Regions from separate parts of the Triticum aestivum genome. Here region 2 is linked to region 1. A link is a contact called in public Hi-C data. All regions are on one chromosome and are shown on one strand. The core of a region is the stretch at or near the end of the contact, and the rest is flanking DNA. Distances in the headings are between cores, read along the strand shown. Region 1 holds the start of LOC123182145 (protein LIKE COV 2). Region 2 holds the start of LOC123182147 (protein S-acyltransferase 8).

Region 1 (6,783 bases), core at 1,698-4,197:
TCTGTATCCCAGTTTGTGCTAGCCTTCTTAAGGCAAACTTGTTTAACTTATGTCTGTACTCAGATATTGTTGCTTCCGCTGACTCGTCTGTGATCGAGCACTTGTATTCGAGCCCTCGAGGCCTCTGGCTTGTATTATGATGCTTGTATGACTTATTTATGTTTTAGAGTTGTGTTGTGATATCTTCCCGTGAGTCCCTGATCTTGGTCGTACACATTTGCGTGTATGATTAGTGTACGGTCAAATCGGGGGCGTCACAGTATGGGAGGGGGTGAACGTCGTCACGCTGGATGGATCGCCCCTCCAGACGGCTTCACTAAACTTAACGTTGATGCTGCAATAGGCCGAGGAGGGAGATATGGAGCCGTTGCGGCGATCTGCAGAGAGCAAGATGGAAGGTTTCTAGCGGCGTCAACACTTATCTTCAAGCATATATCTGATCCAACCACACTTGAAGCTTTGGCGGTCAGAGAGGGCCTTGATCTTGCTACTAATCTGAATGTTGCAAGGGTTTATGCTGCTACAGACTGCAAAGGAGTGGTACAGGAAGTAGAAGGAGGAAGTGCTGCGGTTTATGGCTCAATAATCAGAGAGATCAAGATACAAATGACTTCGTTTAATTCTTGTAATTTAGTTTATCAGTTTAGAAGCTCAAACTTTGATGCTCACAACTTAGCAAAGCATGCGTTGAGTTTGGGAGCTGGCCGCCATGTTTGGTTAGGCCAGCCAGATGGAATTGCATTCGTCCCTGTAAACATTGTGACGATATAATAAAGCTTTGCGAGGTTGCCTCAATTTTATTTATTTATTTACATAATCATTTAATTATAAGAAAAAAATCAAGTTTTCTTTAAAAGTGTCCACGAATTTTTGACAAAGTTCACGTGGATACCTTTTAAAACAAATGTTCACGTGACTAAAAGTATGTTCGTGTAATTTTAGATATTTTTTATATAAAAAATTCATGTATTTTTATTTTTTTAATTAAGCAAAACATCATGAAATTTTACAAAAAGGTTTCGCACATTTTATGAAAAATATTTGTATAAGTTTTTAAAAGTGTTCACAAATTTTAAATATTTTTTAATTTTAAAAAGTGTTCATGAGTTAAAAAATGTGTGTCTTTGTCAAACATATTTATATAAGTAGGGAAAATAAGAGAAAGAAAAATGAAGGTGGAAAAGAGAAAAGCAAAACAAAAATAGAAATCTAGAAATAAATACAAATTAAAAGAAGAAAAGACATTGAAAGATGGGCCTCGAGCATGTAAAGCACCCATGGACAATCAACGTGTTATTGCCAAAATATCCATTGTATGGCAGTCAGGGCAGACGCCGTGCTATGAAGCGCATGAAATGCTTTTAGTAGTTGTATCACGTCTCAACCCATCAAAACCTTAAGTGTATCTAGCATCAAGCTTGCATCATCGAGATATCGATCCAATCCTAGTACTAGCAATGGGTAAATGGGTTGCCTAGTTTAGCAATCTAAATGTTAACACCTGCTAATTTCTCTTTAGGGAGGGTGGAGGGGGTAGGAGATTTGGTCTTTGTAGGGGAGCGTGCTATGCAACAAAAAAGACTATTCACTCACGTCAATCTCAGGAATACTATGGAGGCACAAGTGATGATCATCTCACCAGTAATCCACCCAACTAAAGGTGAGGAAGAAGAGTTGATGAAGCTCGCTGATTCTTGCAGCTAGGTTATGCCTCCCGGTTACGAGAATTTTCTCCAGGATGATCAACCGATCTAGTGTAGAAGTAGACGACACCTCCAAGGCATCCACGTGTACTGATCTAGAGGCACTTCGTGGATTAAGACAAAGAGGTACTGCGAAAACTAGAGGGAGAGATAGCCTAGCGACGTAACAATCCATAGTCAGTCTAGATCAAAGAAAGAGAGAGGGCAGAGGGCAAGGGTAGTCGCCCTCCAAGGCCTTTTTGTCTGTCCATGGTGCGCTCCCACCTCTCATGTGTAGGTGGATGGGAAATAGGGATGGCCTACTTGGGAGGGGATCCTTCCTTGGTTCGGCCGACCTAGAAGAGGAGTCCTCCTAGGATCCACCCCTCGGGTGGCTTGCCCCACAAGTCATGTGGCAGGCGACCAACTTGGGTCCATGTGGCACCTTGCCCCTCAAGGCATAGGGGGCGGCTCACTAGTCACTAGGGACCCTTCATAATATTCTTGAAGGTTTGAGAACATTTCGGGGTCTTTCAGAAGCTTTAGCACCTTCCAGAGCATTCCAGGTAAATCCGGGACGCTCCCAAACCTCCTAGAACACTTCTGAGGTCATTCGAAATATTTCCGGAGCCCGTTTTCTCATTCTCTATGACCTTCTAGTCCTCCTGCATAACGCTAGTTAGTGAACGTGAGACTTTAATAATATGCGGATATGTTCGGAACACCTTTCGATCGATAATTATAAGCAAGATCTGGGCACCCATAGTAATAACCGCATACCAACGGAGATTTTTTATCAAGCCATCATCTTTTTATTTATTGCTTATACAATCGCATACAATTCCCTTTACTACGGCATACATTACAAAACCGGAGGCCCAATTATTATTATTATTATTTTAGGTGTAACCGGAGGCCCAAATGGACTCATGACCACGGCGGCCCAAACGCAAACAGGAGGACACGGCCCGTCGACTCAGAAGCATCGAACAAACAGTGGGCCCACGGATAAAACCAGGACACCGAGTCAGTCACCGACGACCGACCGCGCGCGCGACGGATTTGACCATGACCCTCGCCGCCGCGCTGCATCTGCAACCCGTAGCGTCCGCCGTCCGCTACGCCTCCTCCTCCTCCTCCCACAGCTGGGCCCACGCTATCTCCGGGACCCACGTTCAGTGACAGGTAGACCGTAGACCCCACGTCACATCCAACCGCACGGGCCCACGAGTACAACACACGGTAGCGTGGGGCAGTTCGGTCACTCCACGACGCGTCCCTCCCTCCCTCCCACCGCGGACTCCGCCACCAACCGCCTCCTCCTCTTTCCGCTGCAGCTGCTGCCGTCACACTAGCTACCGAAACCGTCGCCGTCGCCGTCCTCCTCCTCCGCTCCGCCGCCCGCCTCGACTCCGCCGCCGCAATGCCGGAGGAGAAGGAGTACGTCGCCGTGCCCATGGGCCAGGCGCCGGAGCCCGCGGACCCCGAGGACCCCGTCAAGTCGCCGCCGCGCCCCACCTCGCCGGCCACCTCCACCCGCCAGGTGCGATACGGATCGATCTGCCTTGCCACTCCCTGTAGCCCCCCACGACGTGGCGGGGCTTAGAGTTACCGAAACCCCTCTAGTTGCTTGCTCGGATCTGGGCGTGCCTCGGCGCTGCCGCCGTTTGATCGAATCCAAGGCTTCTGCCTGCCTTCCGGGGTTGTCACCGAGGTTGACTTTAAGGGTTTCCTTGGTTGCATTGGAGGTCCGCTTACTTGTCATGCGTATCGTGTGCTGTTGGTCAGATGTCTATGCCGTAAACAGTCCGAGAAATTGACTGCATCAGTGTCAGTGCGAGTCCTATTGGAGGTAGAGATACCTGTGTTGCTGCGGAGCTCCAGCCAGATGCCTGTGTTCGACAAAACTACTATTCAGATGCACGCCGCAGGTTTTAGAGCAACTCCAACGGACCGACCCAAACGGACGACGCTTTTGTCCGTTTGGGTTGGCCCGGCGGACACTAACGTCCGGCGCTGTGTTTGGGTCGGCGCAAGAGCCCAACGCTGGCCCGACCCATTTCGTCGGCGCGCCAAAAAAAAGTCTTGCAAGCATTTTAAAAATAAATACATGCATTTAATTAAACATAAAAGCCGGCCACGAAGGCCGGCGAAAGTCCACATTACATTAATTAAACACTAAAAACTAGACGACGCGCTTCCCTAGGCGTCCTCGTCGGCGGCGGCTTCTGCGTCGGGGCCGGTGAGGTCGATCAGCGTCGGCGCAGGGCCGGCCCAGGGGAACGTCGTGTTCCAGAGGGCGGCGATGTCGGGCTGCGCCGCCGCTGCCTGGGCCTGGCACGCCTCCTCTTCGGCCTCGCGCTCGAGCATCTGCAGGCGCTCGCCCTCCCGGCGCTCCTCGGCCAGCCGAACGCGGCGCCAGTGGTCGAGGTAGGCCGCCTCCTGCTTCTTCGTCGCCCCGAGCCAGATCGGTGGAGCACTGACCCACTCGCGCACTACTCCGGTCCAGGAGTAGCGCTCGAGGTAGGCCGGCTCCTCCGGCTCGGCTTTGGGCGGGGACGGCGGGGTCACCGGCGGCACGACGCAGTCGCCCGCCACGGAGAGGGCCATGGCCTCCGCCATGGCAGCCTCGAAAGCCGCCTCATCCGCCTCCCTCCACCGCTCCTCCTCCTCGCTCTCCTTAATGGCCGCCTGGTAGGCGGCCTCGGCCTCCTGGTCCTCGTCGCGGACGACGAGTGCGGGCAGCGGCAGGCTGTGGTCGACGCCGCGGACGCCGCGTTGCCTCGCCTCCCCGTGCTCGAAGGCGAACCATCGAGCCCAGTTGGGCGAGTCGACGGCGTAGTGCGGTTCGGCGCGCTGCTCCGGCGTCAGCAATGCCCGCCGGCGCAGCACCTCCTCCACATGGGCCCTCGCCGTCCGCGGCGCCGCCGGCGCTGGGATCCTCTCCGGATCCAAATGCCAGTCATGCGGCAGCGTCACGTCGGGATACGGCAGAGGCACGCGGTGGCGCCAGTGCCACTCGGCCTGGTGCAACGGCACATTGATGCGTTGCCTCTGCCGGGGAGCGCGCGGCGGCGCGGGGAGGGCGGGGAGGGCGGGGAGGGAGGGGGAATGGCGGGCGGGGGCCTTGCCCTTGCGGCTGCTGCCGATGCCGGAGAAGAAGCCCATGCTGGCGGTGGCTAGGGTTGTCGCCGGCGTGGGGGCAGGGGTGGCCAGATGGGGACGGGGGGCGAGTGGCAGTGGATGAGGACGGCCCCGCCGCACGCCCGGCTTAAAAAAGGATGACCGCCGTCGCTGACGCATGGGCCCAAGGTGGGCGGTCGTCATAAATTATGTTGACCGTCGTAGTTGGATGGCCGACAGGTGGGGACGCGGCAGACGGCGAGGAGACGCGCGGCGCGTCCGCTTCGCGTCCGTGCCGGCGCATTCCAGGCGCAATTTTGGGCCGGAAATGGGTCGGCGCGGACGCCGGGCGGACACGATTTGAGTTTGGGTCGGCGCGTTGGGCCGCCACTTTTGTCCGCGCCGACCCAAACGGACGCGGGCGGACGAAATGGGTCGCCCCATTGGAGTTGCTTTTATAACCTGGTAAAAGTGAATTTAATGAAGTTTAGATGTGGTCATCTTGCGTGTGTCTGAATGACCTCCTACAACAGTGTGCTTGGTTTGGTCATGATATTGAACATGCTGTATGCGCATTTGCTTTATTCTCATAAATAGCAAATGCATATGAGCACTGGCTCTGCAGGTTATAGTTCTGTTGGAGAATATGCAAATGCAACTAACAATAGGAATTTGACAACTGCAATTAGTTAACTGCCCCGTAGTATTAGGTTTTTGGAACCCGGAACTCCAAACCCATGAACTGACACTAAAACTTGACAGCATCCTTCTGGGCGATCATACTGCTTAAATATTTTGGTTATCCGTACATATTTTCCATCTTGAAGTGTCGTTTAATTAACCATCGGTTCTTAGCCACTAGAGCGTAAAGATTTTTCGATCAAAGTAGACAACACTTGGACCCAGTATTATTACTTTACGTTCTTGTTCTGTTCTCTCATTTTACCTGAATGAGCTGTACTTTCTCTGCATGCTATGCTATATCTTTTCAAACTAGTTATTTCATACCTAACCTACTCATTCAATAGGCATGCTTTGCGGTCCTTCAAAGCTGGGTGTCAAGAAAATTTATGACTGGATGGTATGCTTTGCAAGAACTGATTCATAGAAGTTGCAATACCTGTAAATTATCCATGCCTAATATTCTCTTTTTTGTTTGCAGTGTAGTTATTTTCCCAATGGCTGTGACATTCTTCATCACTTGGTGGTTTATTCGATTTTTCGATGGATTTTTCAGTCCACTCTATGCAAAGCTTGGAGTTGATGTATTTGGTAATTGTTCCACAAATACTTATGTCTAGCCACTTGCTGGTCATGGTAAAATTGTAGTATCAGACAAACAGTAATACTCTCTCCGTAAAGAAATATAAGAGCGTTTATAGATCACTAAAGTGATCTAAACGCTCTTATATTTCTTTACAGAGGGAGCACATATTTACTCTATTTGTATGCCATATAGTGGTGCAGACTTAGTTAGCCTACTTTTTTTTTCTCTATTGGCTCTTTGCTTGTGTTTGATCTAGATTTAATCTCCAAAAGGATTAACACATGCAGATTTGAGTTCAGAGAGATGTGTTTCTTTCTGTGGGACTGCTAAGGCTATTTAGTTTATATATACTGCTCTCGTTAGTTGTACGATAGAAAAAATGGTACCGAGCTCCTTATGGTGCCAGTTACTGAGATCCTTTGAAATCATTGAGTACATGAGGAAGAAGCAGCCTCAGTCTGTTAAAAACAAACTGTCATCTTAGTTCTACTGACAAATATTCATGATTTGCTCTATACTGAGTACTACAGTTTTTCTTGATTCCAGGCCTTGGGTTTGTGACATCTCTGGTATTCATATTTATTGTTGGAATATTTGTGTCATCATGGGTGGGCTCAACTGTCTTCTGGGTTGGAGAATGGTTTATAAAGAAAATGCCATTTGTAAGGCACATATATTCTGCATCAAAGCAAGTTAGTACTGCTGTTTCAC
Region 2 (6,783 bases), core at 2,135-4,634, 430 kb before region 1:
TGATTGCCTCACGTACCTCCTCAACGGTGATGGGTGAGTCGAGGCTGTGCAAGTCATGTACCTCTAAGTTGAGCTCCTCCCAATTTAGATCCTTATTGCATGTGTTCCCTTTTTTCATCACTTCAGAAAAGTGGTCCAGAATGAGCTTCTCCTTAGCGTCATGCTCGGTGATCCACCCTTGGTCATGCTTTAGCCTATGAATGTGATTTTTCCTCCTTCTAGCATTAATCCGGCGATGGAAGAACTTGGTGTTGGCATCACGCTCCTTGAGGTTAGCAATTCTCGCACTTTGCTTTTTCCGAGCTCTCTCAAGCACGGCCAAGCTAATGACCCTCCTTTTAAGCCTCGCCCTAAGGTCACTCTCCTCAGGGGAGAGTTGTCGGGTCTCTTGAGCGATGTCGAGGCGTAGGATCACCAATAGGGCGGCATGTAGGTGAACCTTTGCCTTGGAGAAAAGGCCCCTACTCCATTCGGAAAGGCGGAGAGCCACCTTCTTGAGCTTATGGAACATGACTTGATATGGCTCAACGTGCTCGAGCGGCTCGATCCAAGCCTTTTTGACCACCTCCATAAAGCCGGGCATAGCAATCCAAAAAAATTCAAACTTGAAGGTTCTAGGCTTCCGAGGCCCCTTGTCATCGGCGAGGAGAAGCGGGCAGTGATCGGATAGTGAGGACGAGAGGGCGTGAAGCAGATGAGTGCTGAAAGTGGTGTCCCATTCGGCATTGCAAAAAAAGAGTCCAGTTTGCACATAGTCGGATTTTCCCTCTCGTTGCTCCAAGTGAACCTCCTATTTTGCAAGTGTATCTCTTTAAGCTCACCACTTTGCAGTGTCGCTCGGAACCGATTAATTCTACTTCGATTGACATGCCTTTTATTTTTATCTCCATTTTGAATGCACTGGAACCAAATGCACAAGTTTCCCTGATCATTATGCACTGCAACAAAGACATCTGGGGTCTTGTGGACTGTAGCAACTGATCTCTTTTAGCAAAGCCTCTCTCACTCCAGGTTCCATCTCAATGTCCAATGGTGTTTCCACCGAAAGTTGATGGTCCTTCCACCGGTTCCCACACCTGAAAAGAAGCCTTTTCTTTTCCCCATATAGGATTCCAACGCCTCCAGATTTTCTCTACCGTTATTTTACTACTCTACTACTCCTCTGTATTACTCATACACTACATAGACGTTTTTTTATACAAAGAGAGTATCGAAAACCGTCTTATATTTTGATATAGAGGGGTACTGCTCGTAGAGATTACGGACTTCCTCTGCGTTTTCTCCACATTTCAAATCGGTGCATGTGCATTATGCCACAATGCTAATCCCTGTTTTCTTTTTCATACTCGTAGTCGTAGTTGCTTAATCTAGATCAGGTGTTAAAATATGTTTATGTGAGGGACGGCAGGTCAGGTCTGGTCGGTCAAAAAGAAAAAGAATATATGGGCATCATTCGCTCCCCAAACAAGATATTATATCCTGCGTGTGAATGATGGATTGACGAACACGCACACGTGCAGCTTAATAATAATCCGGCTCGTGAGCAAAATCATGCTGCCTGATGGAGGAAAGTGTCGCGCCCTAGGCGGGTAGGCTCTTCTGGTGTCTGTACTCGTGGCCCCACCGGAGGCCACACCTCGATGCTCCCGGTCCCAGTCCCAGCGGACAGCGAGAGGCGCTTGCTCAGCTGGCTGGGCCCGGTCCACGGTGCAACCAGAGTCCAGAAACGTAGCTGGACGGTTGACCCTCCGTGGACCCCCGGGCCGACCTGGCGCCGTCCGTTTCTACTACTACTACTAGTCTGGACCCGGTGCAGGAGTCGCTCGCTGCCGTGCTGGCTTGCCTGCCTGCCGTTTTGGTGCTGGCATGGTGGGGCCGTTAGGGATGGGTTCTTTGCACATGAGCCCCTCACACCAACTTGGGGTTTTTGCTAAAAAACAACAACAACTTGGAGCTCAGAGCGCATTGTGGTGTTTTTATGTTTGGCAGTGCATTAGCCTTTGCTTATATGGGTGGAAAATATCTGAGCAGTGATAGATAGCCTGAGTTTTGTCACACTCCTCTTTTCTAAATGGTGGCAAGCAATGGACAAAGCGCGGTCAAAAATAAATGGCTTCGGCAACTTGGTAAATTTTGACAAAAGGGTCCCACACGCCAGTTGGCTCCACACGGGCCCCATGCGAGGGTGCGATCGTGTGGCTGCATGAGGCGAACCGGCGGCTGTGAGCTTGCCGCGCCCTAGTACAAACCCGTGAATGTGTGTGTCCATATTTCCCGTTGATAAAATGCTCAAGTCTATAATCGACAATGCGTGGAACAACCTGTGAGTAGAGTGCATCTTGACACAATTATGGTGGTGAATCATACAATAGACATCCATATATGTGACGGTTTTTGGCAAATATGGTGTCCTATTTCACTAAACATGTTTACTATTTTCAGATGTAGATCATACTATGTCGACAGTAGCAAAAGAAGAAAATTAATTAACCCATGAGAATGCCCTAGAGAAACCGCTTACCCCTCATTTCTAGAAGTCTTGTATATATGGCCCCCTCATGCAACAAAACATGCATTGTAAACAATTACATTGTGTTGGAAAGTACTCCCTCCGTCTCAAAATAAGTGTCTCAAACTTAGTACAACTTTGTACTAACTTTGTACTCCCTCTGTTCACTTTTATAAGGCTTTGTAGACGTTTCAGACATTGTGCAAAACAGCTCAATTTCGCTTGTCTGAAACGACTTATAAAAGTGAACGGAGGGAGTACTAGAGTTGTGACACTTATTTTGGGACGGAAGGAGTGATAAATTATGCGAGGCACAATATGGTATATACATGCATGATTTTTTGGGTAAGAATTAGTGTCGCATTAAGAGAAAAGGATCCCTCAAAATATACTCAAAGCTTTTTACTGATGGAAAGTAAAAGTCTTTGATTTGCACGATTAGAAAAGGAAAGTATCTTAAAATAGTACGATTGCAATGACATAGTGCTTTATAAAGCTATAAAATAAATAACTACTGTACATGTTTGATTGCACAGCAGGAAAACTACAAGAATTTGTGAAAAGATGCAAGTCAATCAAATTTTCTAGTGTGAAATGGAACACAAAGGCGTCATATGGGTGACAATCAATCTTAAAAACCAATTAAACAACATATGAGATGCACACAGTAAATCCAATCATATTATTTTTCTTGTAAAATTTCCAAGAAATTCTCAAGTTTTTCTTGTAGTTGTCCCATACACTCATGAGTTTCGTTCCGGTGAAGCCCGGGGGGCCATCTGCAAAAGGAGCGCCCTCCCCTCCCTCGTCTTCAGTTCCGTTCCGTCTGCCAGCTCGCGTCGCCCAATTTTCTACTCTGCTCCCCCAAATTCTAATCTAAGAAAGGAAAAAGGCGGCCGTTTTACACCTCACCAGCCGCCCCCACGCACAAAGGCGACGCAAGCAAGCAGCTTTCCTCGCCTCATCTCCCTCCCTCTCCCTCCCAGTTCCTCGCTCGCGCACCAACTCTTTCAAAATCCCCCACTTTCTCGCGTGCCTGCGTCGATTCCGTCCGTCGTGCTCGCCGCCGGTTCGGGGCGCGCCTGGATGAGGCGGCCCCGCTGACCGGAGCCGAATCCGCCGCGCGCCGCCCATGGCGCAGCCGCAGCCGCAGCAGCGGGTCTACCAAGCTTGGAAAGGGAATAATGTAAAGATCCTCCGCGTCTCCCTCGCCCTGGCCTCTGCTTCCAGCCCGTGAACTGGGAATCTTGGTTCAAGAATTTGTGTTGTTTCTGCCCGGTTCTTTCCTGGGGAATTCCACTTCTCGCTCTTTATTTCGGCAGTTTTATTTAGCGCCTGTATGTGTTTTATTATTGTCCCTGACACTCCCTGGCGGCGTGAACAGTAGAGTGCTTAGTGTGATTTGATTCGTCGCCGTGTGCTGAAGATGTGAAATTTTCTTGCAATGCGCGGGCGTGACATGGTTGGTTGGCTGTCTGCAGAGGTTCTTCCTCGGAGGGAGACTGATATTCGGACCCGATGCCAAGTCCCTGCTCGTCTCGGTTGCGCTCATCGTGGTGCCGGTTCTCGTCTTCTGCGCCTTCATCGCGCCGCACCTCCTCCACCGATTCTCCGGCTACAACGCAGGATACGCGATTCCTGCGGTGGCAGTGGGGTTCATGATCTATGTGAGTTCATTGTGGCCATTCCTGCAGGCAGTAATCAGTTAACCAGTGAGCATTTGGGGCACTCATCTTGTTGGTTTTTTGTTTTGTACACTGTAGGTGCTTCTGTTGCTGCTGACCACCTCAGCTCAGGATCCTGGTATCGTGCCTCGTGCATCGCATCCACCGGAGGAAGATTTTGCGTATGGCAATCCGTTAGCCGGGGAAACACCCGGCAGGCTGCAGTTTCCCCGTATAAAGGAAGTGATGGTTAATGGGATGCTTGTGAAAATAAAGTATTGCGACACCTGCATGATTTACCGGCCTCCGCGGTGTTCGCACTGTTCGATATGCAACAATTGTGTGGAGCGATTCGATCATCATTGCCCCTGGGTTGGACAATGCATTGGTCAGGTACACCATTTTCTGCACACTGAACTCCTTACTTAAAGAAACTCAAAAAGATCTTGAACCATTTACTTCCAGATGGATATGCCTTGAGCCAGAGGGAGGGAGAAATAATTTTATATGGACTTAATCAGATAGGGTACTGGGATTGGGCTATCGACAAGCTCATTTGATATTGTGAACATAACATGACATGATTCACATGATTCTTGGTGTCTACTAGTTACTCTAGAGCACTATCTTCTCGTTAACGAGGCAAAGATGTATTGTTCTCCTCTGCTGAAGTGTGTGCTTCCTTAGAAATGTTGTGCCTTATCAGTTGTGCGGAATTGCTTTGCTAATGTGATTTTGCTTGACTTGCCTTGGTATCCTTTCTTACATGTTCTTAATTAATTAAGCATGAAACCATTCTTCATCACAGTAATTGATACCACTTGAGGGACAAGTTTCTGTTTGAACTTTTATAGGGCACAATGTAAACCCATCATCTATACTTCAGTTCGTTGGCCTGATTAGTTTCATATTTGTGGGATGACAATTTTTCCATAAGAGAGAAGCAAATGTACTAGGCTACAAACTACAATTTGTTTTAGGATATTCTCTAGTTTTCCTTTAAAAAGGTTACAAACTACAATAGAAAGCAGCTAAGAATCAGCTAGCCTGTAAGTAGCTCAAGCAAATGAAAAAATCACAAAAATAGTACAATAACGGAGGATTATACTGATGATAGCGTCCTCTATCTTCCACTCTCCACACTATATTTTAGAAGCCACATATTTGGGTGTTGTATAGGTCATGCACATGCAAGAAACCATTGATTTGCTAGGTGAAAAATGCATATGAAACTAAGAGATACTCAGAACCTTGTTTTTGTTGTAAATGTTAGGAAATTTTGATGCAGTTTGTATATTACCACCTTTGTCTCCTGATATTTTATTCTTTCACTTTTACATTGTGCAGCGCAATTACCGATACTTTTTCCTATTTGTTTCGTCCTCGACTCTTCTTTGCATTTATGTCTTTGCCATGTCGGCACTACACATCAAGTTTCTCATGGAAGGAGACTATCCTACAGTATGGAAGGCTTTCAAACATTCTCCAGCTTGCTTGGTGCTTATGATATATTGTTTCATTGCTCTCTGGTTTGTTGGCGGGCTCACTGGATTTCATTCATATCTCATTAGCACTAACCAGGTTAGTTTGCTGACACGAAATTACTCTTTTGTTAGTAGTTTGTTTTCAACCATAATTGCAAGATTTTGTTTCTTGTTTACTACTCCTTATTTTTTTTTTCATTTATATATGTGTTTCAAGCATGAGTACCACTGAATCTGTTATATATTAAAAACACATGACAGTCTAGCCAGAAAAAAGATAGATAGGCTGGAAAATCTCACAAAAAAGTAAATCATCTACTCCCTCCGTTCCTAAATAGTTGTCTTTCTAGAGGTTTCAAATGGTGACTACATACGGAGCAAAATGAGTGAATCTATACTCTAAAATATGTCTATATACATCCGTATGTGGTGACCATTTGAAATCTCTAGAAAGACAAATATTTAGGAACGGAGGGAGTAGCAGTTAATTTAGTGGATCTTCTTTATATAACCATTAGATATTTGTAACTGCACCTAAATCCAATGACTGGGGGCCCCATATTATGACAGATGTACCAACTCAAACACAACATGTTTTGATATATTACAAAACCTTCATATTTTGTCTCTTCCATCTTTATCTCTCCAGTCATCCTATACGCATGCATGCACATATCATAATCTGTTTTCTTTAATCTTGGCAAAATTAATTCCTTCCCCTTTAGCTGTCCCCATGCATATGCACCTATACATGACCGGACACGTTTTTAATAGTCACAACAATCACATGTTTTTTATTGCTTCCGTGCGTTATTTGGGTACAGGACTCAAACACGGCCTCACCAGTTCCTACCTAACTATGACTACTACAGCAAAGTGAATGTGAACATCCAGGAAATAAAGGAACAAGCCTGATTCTTGTGCGCCTTGACTAATCCAACCAACTTGTACACCATATATCTGTACGTAGAACTTCTAAGAAATCCATATGCCTCATTCACGTATGTATGCTGAAACCTTTATTCTGTGTGGAGTATGAAGTATAAGAAGAGATCATGGCCAAAGTCCAAATACATGCATAGGATCTGCATATGTTGTAGCCTGTGTAAGTGCAGTTGCAGCCACC

What was found. Hi-C and Micro-C count contacts between places; a contact is called where the count stands out from the background.
Region 2: a Hi-C map of leaf shows a contact between it and region 1, with 4 times the contacts expected there. The contact joins the promoter of LOC123182147 here to the promoter of LOC123182145 in region 1. A contact is called at or near these places in 3 of 5 Hi-C or Micro-C datasets (all in leaf).

The regions. Positions count from the first base shown.
Region 1 is chr1D:368,493,138-368,499,920 of IWGSC CS RefSeq v2.1, reverse strand. It overlaps LOC123182145 (protein LIKE COV 2), which reads left to right and starts at 2,947. Exons shown (of 8, transcript XM_044594619.1): 1 at 2,947-3,225; 2 at 5,834-5,886; 3 at 5,968-6,077; 4 at 6,619-6,783. The coding sequence starts at 3,106.
Region 2 is chr1D:368,923,165-368,929,947 of IWGSC CS RefSeq v2.1, reverse strand. It overlaps LOC123182147 (protein S-acyltransferase 8), which reads left to right and starts at 3,384. Exons shown (of 5, transcript XM_044594620.1): 1 at 3,384-3,695; 2 at 3,991-4,176; 3 at 4,273-4,566; 4 at 5,521-5,754. The coding sequence starts at 3,642.